Linked DNA regions of Zea mays: region 2 is linked to region 1. Evidence: chromatin contacts called from public Hi-C data. All regions are on one chromosome and are shown on one strand. The core of a region is the stretch at or near the end of the contact, and the rest is flanking DNA. Distances in the headings are between cores, read along the strand shown. Region 1 holds the start of LOC103633591 (glycine-rich cell wall structural protein). Region 2 holds the start of LOC100281935 (negatively light-regulated protein).

What was found. Hi-C and Micro-C count contacts between places; a contact is called where the count stands out from the background.
Region 2: a Hi-C map of ear shows a contact between it and region 1, with 2.6 times the contacts expected there. The contact joins the promoter of LOC100281935 here to the promoter of LOC103633591 in region 1. A contact is called at or near these places in 3 of 25 Hi-C or Micro-C datasets (ear, leaf and tassel).

Annotation. Positions count from the first base shown.
Region 1 is chr7:183,339,783-183,342,741 of Zm-B73-REFERENCE-NAM-5.0, forward strand. LOC103633591 (glycine-rich cell wall structural protein) reads right to left here and starts at 1,515. Exons shown (of 1, transcript XM_008655286.4): 1 at 1-1,515. The coding sequence starts at 1,372.
Region 2 is chr7:183,501,342-183,504,300 of Zm-B73-REFERENCE-NAM-5.0, forward strand. LOC100281935 (negatively light-regulated protein) reads left to right here and starts at 1,540. Exons shown (of 7, transcript NM_001154854.2): 1 at 1,540-1,597; 2 at 1,774-1,870; 3 at 2,801-2,857; 4 at 2,954-2,959. The coding sequence starts at 1,814. It overlaps LOC732810 (LON2 protein), which reads left to right. Exons shown (of 20, transcript NM_001112425.2): 20 at 1-198.

The DNA of each region.
Region 1 (2,959 bases), core at 265-2,764:
TGCCACCACCCGAACCTCCGCCACCTCCGAAGCCACCACCTGCACCTCCGCCAAAACCACCACCCTTGCCTCCTCCAAAGCCACCACCCGCACCTCCGCCGAAACCACCTCCCTTGCCACCGCCAAAACCACCACCTTTGCCTCCTCCGAACCCACCACCGGCGCCTCCGCCAAAACCACCTCCCTTGCCACCACCAAAACCGCCACCTTTGCCTCCTCCGAACCCACCACCGGCACCACCACCTGCGCCCCCGCCCCCGCCAATCCCACCACCAAAGCCTCCGCCTTTGCCTCCTCCAAACCCACCACCGACACCACTGCCTGCACCACCACCGAGACCACCGCCAGCTCCAGCACCACCGCCAGCACCGCCTCCCGCACCTCCACCAACACCTCCTCCTGCGCCACCACCAAACCCGCCACCGGCACCACCGCCTAGTCCACCTCCTCCACCAGCACCTCCTCCAAGACCACTGCCAGCTCCAGCACCACCGCCAGCACCGTCACCAAGGCCACCACCTCCACCAACACCTCCTCCTGCGCCACCACCAAACCCGCCACCGGCACCACCGCCTAGTCCACCTCCTCCACCGGCACCTACTCCAAGACCACCGCCTTCGCCTGCACCACCTCCACCACCGAGGCCACCACCTCCACCAAGACCACCACCTTTCCCACCTCCAAAGCCACCTCCTCCACCGGCACCAAGGCCGCCGCCCCCACCTGCACCACCGCCAAGTCCACCTCCACCGCCGAGGCCACCCCCTCCACCAAGGCCACCACCTTTCCCACCTCCAAGGTCGCCGCCTCCACCGGCACCCCCTCCAAGACCACCGCCTACGCCTGCACCACCTCCACTGCCAAGGCCACCACCTCCGCCAAGTCCACCACCTTTCCCACCTCCAAAGCCACCTCCTCCACCTGTACCAAGGCCGCCGCCCCCGCCTACACCCCCTCCAAGACCACCACCTCCACCTGCACCACCACCTTTTCCACCTCCGAAGCCACCTCCAAGGCCACCACCATGACCAGCCCCGCCACCAAAACCACCACCAGCACCGCCGCCTCCCCCAAGGCCTCCTCCTCCACCAAACCCACCTCCAAGACCTCCACCAGCACCACCACCTCCACCAAAACCGCCTCCTCCTCCAAGGCCGCCGCCTTTACCTCCCCCGAATCCAGCCCCGAGGCCACCGCCATGGCCAAGACCCGCACCGAAGCCTCCTCCCTCTCCAGCACCAAAGTCACCGCCGCCGCCCAGCAGGTCGTCCTTCTCTAAGGTGCGCGCCTCGGCGATGCGGCCGGGGGGCACACCGAGCCCGACAATCACGGCCAGCGCCATGAGCGCTGCCGCCCAGACGTGCTTCCCCATCGTCGCTCACACGGTCACACCACACTCTCTGGCTCTGGTCGAGATCGAAGACCAAGCTAAGCTAGCTATGCAGTACCGCAGTAGGCACTGATGCTATCTGCTCTGCGAGACTGGACTGGTAGGTGCTGCAGGACTGCAGGGCGTTTATATAGGAGAGCGAGCGAGCGAGCGCGATGGAAGGAGGGCAGAAGGCGGCTGTGCAGTGGCGGGGCGGATCGGAGTAAATACGATTGGTTGGGACGCTGCGCCTGTGCCTGCGCGGCCCCTGTCCGATCTGTAGTACAGCGAGAGGCTAGCTAGGTGATCGGAGCTAGTGGAGGGGAGAAGCAGCCGCACATGGGCCATTGGGATCACCTTGGACGACGACGGTGCTCGCTGGTCGACGATGGCGGCCACCAGTAAGCATGGCATTTATGAGCACGCGCTCTCGCTGCTCGTCTGCTCAAGCTTGCTCAACCGCCTCCCGCCGCGGTACGTAGGTCAGGTGCCTAGCTACTTGATCGATCTGCCTGTATTGGGTGTAGTACAGTAGTGAACTACGTACTAGTCGATCGTCTTTGCCCTCGACCGTAGCATTGTCGTAAAGTTAATCGATAGAGGGTTGAGGAACCGGATCGAGAAACATGGTACGCTATCCGTTAGAGTTTTTTTACATGTTGGAGTTTTTATATGGTGATAACGAAAATAAGCTCGTGTATCTGAGTCAGAGTCAGGGATGACGTTTCCGGATCAAGAGTCACTACCCGTTTCTTGTGACTATGGATCGTAGCACACCAAATTTACCACACCAAATTTACCTTCAGCAACATCTTCGGCAAAGAGAGGAGCCAACATGTGATGTGGGGCCTGAGATGTCGGTGAGAGAAGAAAAAATACTCCCTCCGTTTCGTTTTATTTGTTGCTGGATAATGCAAAATTGAACTATCCAGCGACAACTAAAAAGAAACAGAGGGAGTATTACTTTTTCTTTCTAGTTTTTAATTGCAAGGGGGTTCAAGCTAGAGTGATATCTCGATTGACGAAAAATTATATACGGAGTATATTGGAAAGGCTGCGCTGAGTCCTGTTTTTTGGCCCTCCAATCGTTTTTCACTTGTTATGTCTCAGAGATGCTCAAGCAAAAGTTTCAATTGGCAGCTTGGCACGTACGTATATGCATTATTCATGTATTGCCCTCCGTGCACCATCCTCACTCTGTCCATAAATAAATATACTTCTAAAAAATTTCTAAGTTACTTTTTTAGACTCTGATCAATTTTTTTTGAAAAAAAATCATCAATTTTTATGGTATCAAATAAGTATCAGTGGATATGTTATAGAATATATTTTTTATAATATACATATTTAATATTATACTGTACAAAAAGAGAGAGTTAAGAGAGAGTGTGACGTCGATCGATGGTCGTGCTAAACCTAAACACAAGTGAGAACTAACATGTGGATGGTTAAAGAGGATATATCGACTCAAGGGTCTAGCTTCAGGGCTCACCATAGACAGACCACCATAGACAGACCACAACGCAGTGCGAGTATCAGTCATGTAGTCACGTGTGTGCATGCATGGTATATCATGAAATGTAATAAATT
Region 2 (2,959 bases), core at 290-2,789, 160 kb after region 1:
ATTAGTAGGAATAAGAAAAGCAGCATGGATGCACCATCTGTTATTTATATTTATTGATTTAAGAGTGTTCTCTAAAAGCAGCAGGTATGCCCCAGTTGTTATTCATTAAATTTGTTTCAGTGAGTGTTAGTTACCTTTGGATACTGTACTGTGCGTCATCAATTTATAGGATGTTTTGATTTTTTTTGGATACACAAACTTCTATCATTATGCATCTAATTTGTGGCCGATTTTGATTTTGTAGTCCTTCCTCTGTTTCAATTTATTGGATGTTTTGAGTTTTTTTTTATACATAAATTTTTATTGTTATGTATCCAATTTATGGATGGTTTTAGACATATAACGTTTATTATGTATCTAGTAAAAATGGCGATCTGTAATTTAGAAGAGGGTGGTAAAAACAGTTGGGCGTTTAAACTCGTTCTGTACATTTACGTGAGTGTGGTGCTGTTCGGGATTGAACTTAGGGTGCCAGGAGAAGTAAAAGTGACCACTTAGCAGCTAAAATTTAATATTATATATGTATATGCTATTTGTTATACTAGATGATAATCACTCATCCTAAAATAACTTTAAAAAGTGTATGTAACTTAAAATCACTGTGCTTGTATTGTATGGAGGCAAAACATGTATGGTTTCAGTATGTATGTAACAAAAGGAAGGATCAGGATTCAGAAAGCGTACAGACATACAGTCAGCAAGGTGCACCAAAGGGGTTTTGGCCTGACCCAGCAGCAAGAGCGGTGACCACAAGTTGTCGTTTTGACCTAGCTACCTAACATGAAAGAAGCCCAGTGTTGTTTTGAAGTAGGAAGGGGAAGAAAAAAAAGGTGAAAAGCTGCAAGGCAAAGCAGCAATCTCCAGCCAAGGAAAGAGTGAAAGGCATGCCGCAACAATGTAATGGCCAAGGGACGAAAGCAAGCATCATGCATGCATGCATCGGCAGCCAAGGAATTGAAAAGACGACCACGACAGCACGTACAGTTCACACACAGGAACAAATGCATGTACTCTAGTTTATACGGTGGTAACTGGCCTGTTTAGTTTGCTGTCTAAATTGTCACACTTTGACTAATTTTTTTTATCTAAGATTAGTTTTTCAATTCAAACGACAAATCTTAGACAAAGTATATCATAGTTAGCCACGAACTAAACAGACCCTATATTCTTCCAATCACTCATCACAGATTTATTTAACGTACGTACGTACAATACAATGGCGCATGTTGAGCTTGTGTTAACACGTATGTGTTCCGAGGTGTCGTCAACCCCTCTTATCATTTCTCCTCCCTTTTTTCCCCAAGCATTGAGTGGTGCAATAAATACGCGAATCCACTGTAGAAATAAATAAATAAATAAATAAATAAATAAATAGCATACATTGAGTAAGCAGCAAAATAGTAAATAAAATAACACAAACAGTAGGCAATTGGTGGATGTGGATTTGGATCTCTGTTTCACACGGAACGGAATCACAAGACGCGTGCTCCACTCCATCCTCTCTCTATATATGAGCTCCAAAATCCATATCCATGGCACACGCCAACATATATCACCATATCTGTTTGTCTCCCTTCCCTTCCCTTGGATCCATACAGTACGTGTGCGTGCCGTGCCAAGCTTCTCCCTCACCTACCTAAATCCAATCCACTTCCTTTCTTTCATCTGCATGCACACTTCCTCTCTCTCTCTCTCTCTCTCTCTCTCTCTCTCTCTCTCTCTCTCTCTCTCCTTCCTGGGAGCCGTGTTAATTGCTCTCTTGTTGTGGAGCAGCAGGAGCCGAGGAGGACGGCGGCGGCGGCGGCGAGAAGAGATGGCCGACGGCAGCAGCAACTCATCGGCGTCGGTGGCCATGGGACAGGAGGTGCAGGTACCTGCTCTGCTCTGCTCTACTTACTCCCCTGCCAAGCCATGGTGCCCCTCTGAATTCATCACGCACTGCACTTGCTTGCTGAAATGGATCGATCGAGATAGTCGTTTGTTCTTTGTTGCGATCAGTCGTACCCTTTTATTTACGGCTGATCCGTTCTTCTGATCCACCACGCGTCTCCAGTTTTCTATATGCTTCATGACTTTCTCGGCCTGCCTGAATTTTTTCTCGCTGCTGCTGCTGCTGCTGCTTTGCGTGCTGGAGCAGGATGCAATGTGGATCATCTAAGGCTGGTATCTGAACATCTCAGGCAGTGATAACCGTGCTATCTGATTAAGTAATTCAAAGTAAAAAAGAAAAAAAAACAGTCTGGCTGTTCTGTTCCAACTTCCACCAGGAGAGTGTGCCCTGCTGAATAATCGCTGAACCTTTTGTTGTTGCTGCTGCTGGGAAAGTAATCGCTGGAATGAACCAAAAGACGAAAATGACGTGAACAAACTCTAGACACAAGCTTGGAATCTCACGTCTCTTGGGGTCCATCTGCATGGACCTTGCAGAAGCAGTGAACAGCATTTCCCAGCCCTCAATCATTCGTCTTCATCCCTGTCCCTGTCAGCGACAGCTTCGTTAAGGGATGGCCGCCGCCGGTTCATCAGCAGCACGTTTCACATGCCCTAGGAGCTAGTTTCTGTTTCTTCTTGGCGAAATAGAGTAGAGTAGAGTAGCCACGAAACATGCACCCACCCTGCCTGTTTGTGTTAGTTGCGTTGTTGGGTCATGCACTGTGTCTTGTTGCCTCCATGATAAGGCAGCCTCGCGTCAAGAAAGTAGAAACAAGGTGTAATACATTAAGGATTCCATATGAATGTACTTTACTGCACTGCACATAACGCTTGATAGTGATGATAATGTACTTTGAGCTGCATGCAGGCTTTCGTTGAGAACAAGTATGGTGGAATGGTGCCTAAGAAGCCTCTGATTTCAAAGGTACATACATACATGCAGCACCGGATGAGCATGGAACCATTTTGCTTCTGATGGTCCCCCCCTTTTTTTAATGGTGTTTTTCTTGTGCTTGTCCAGGATCAG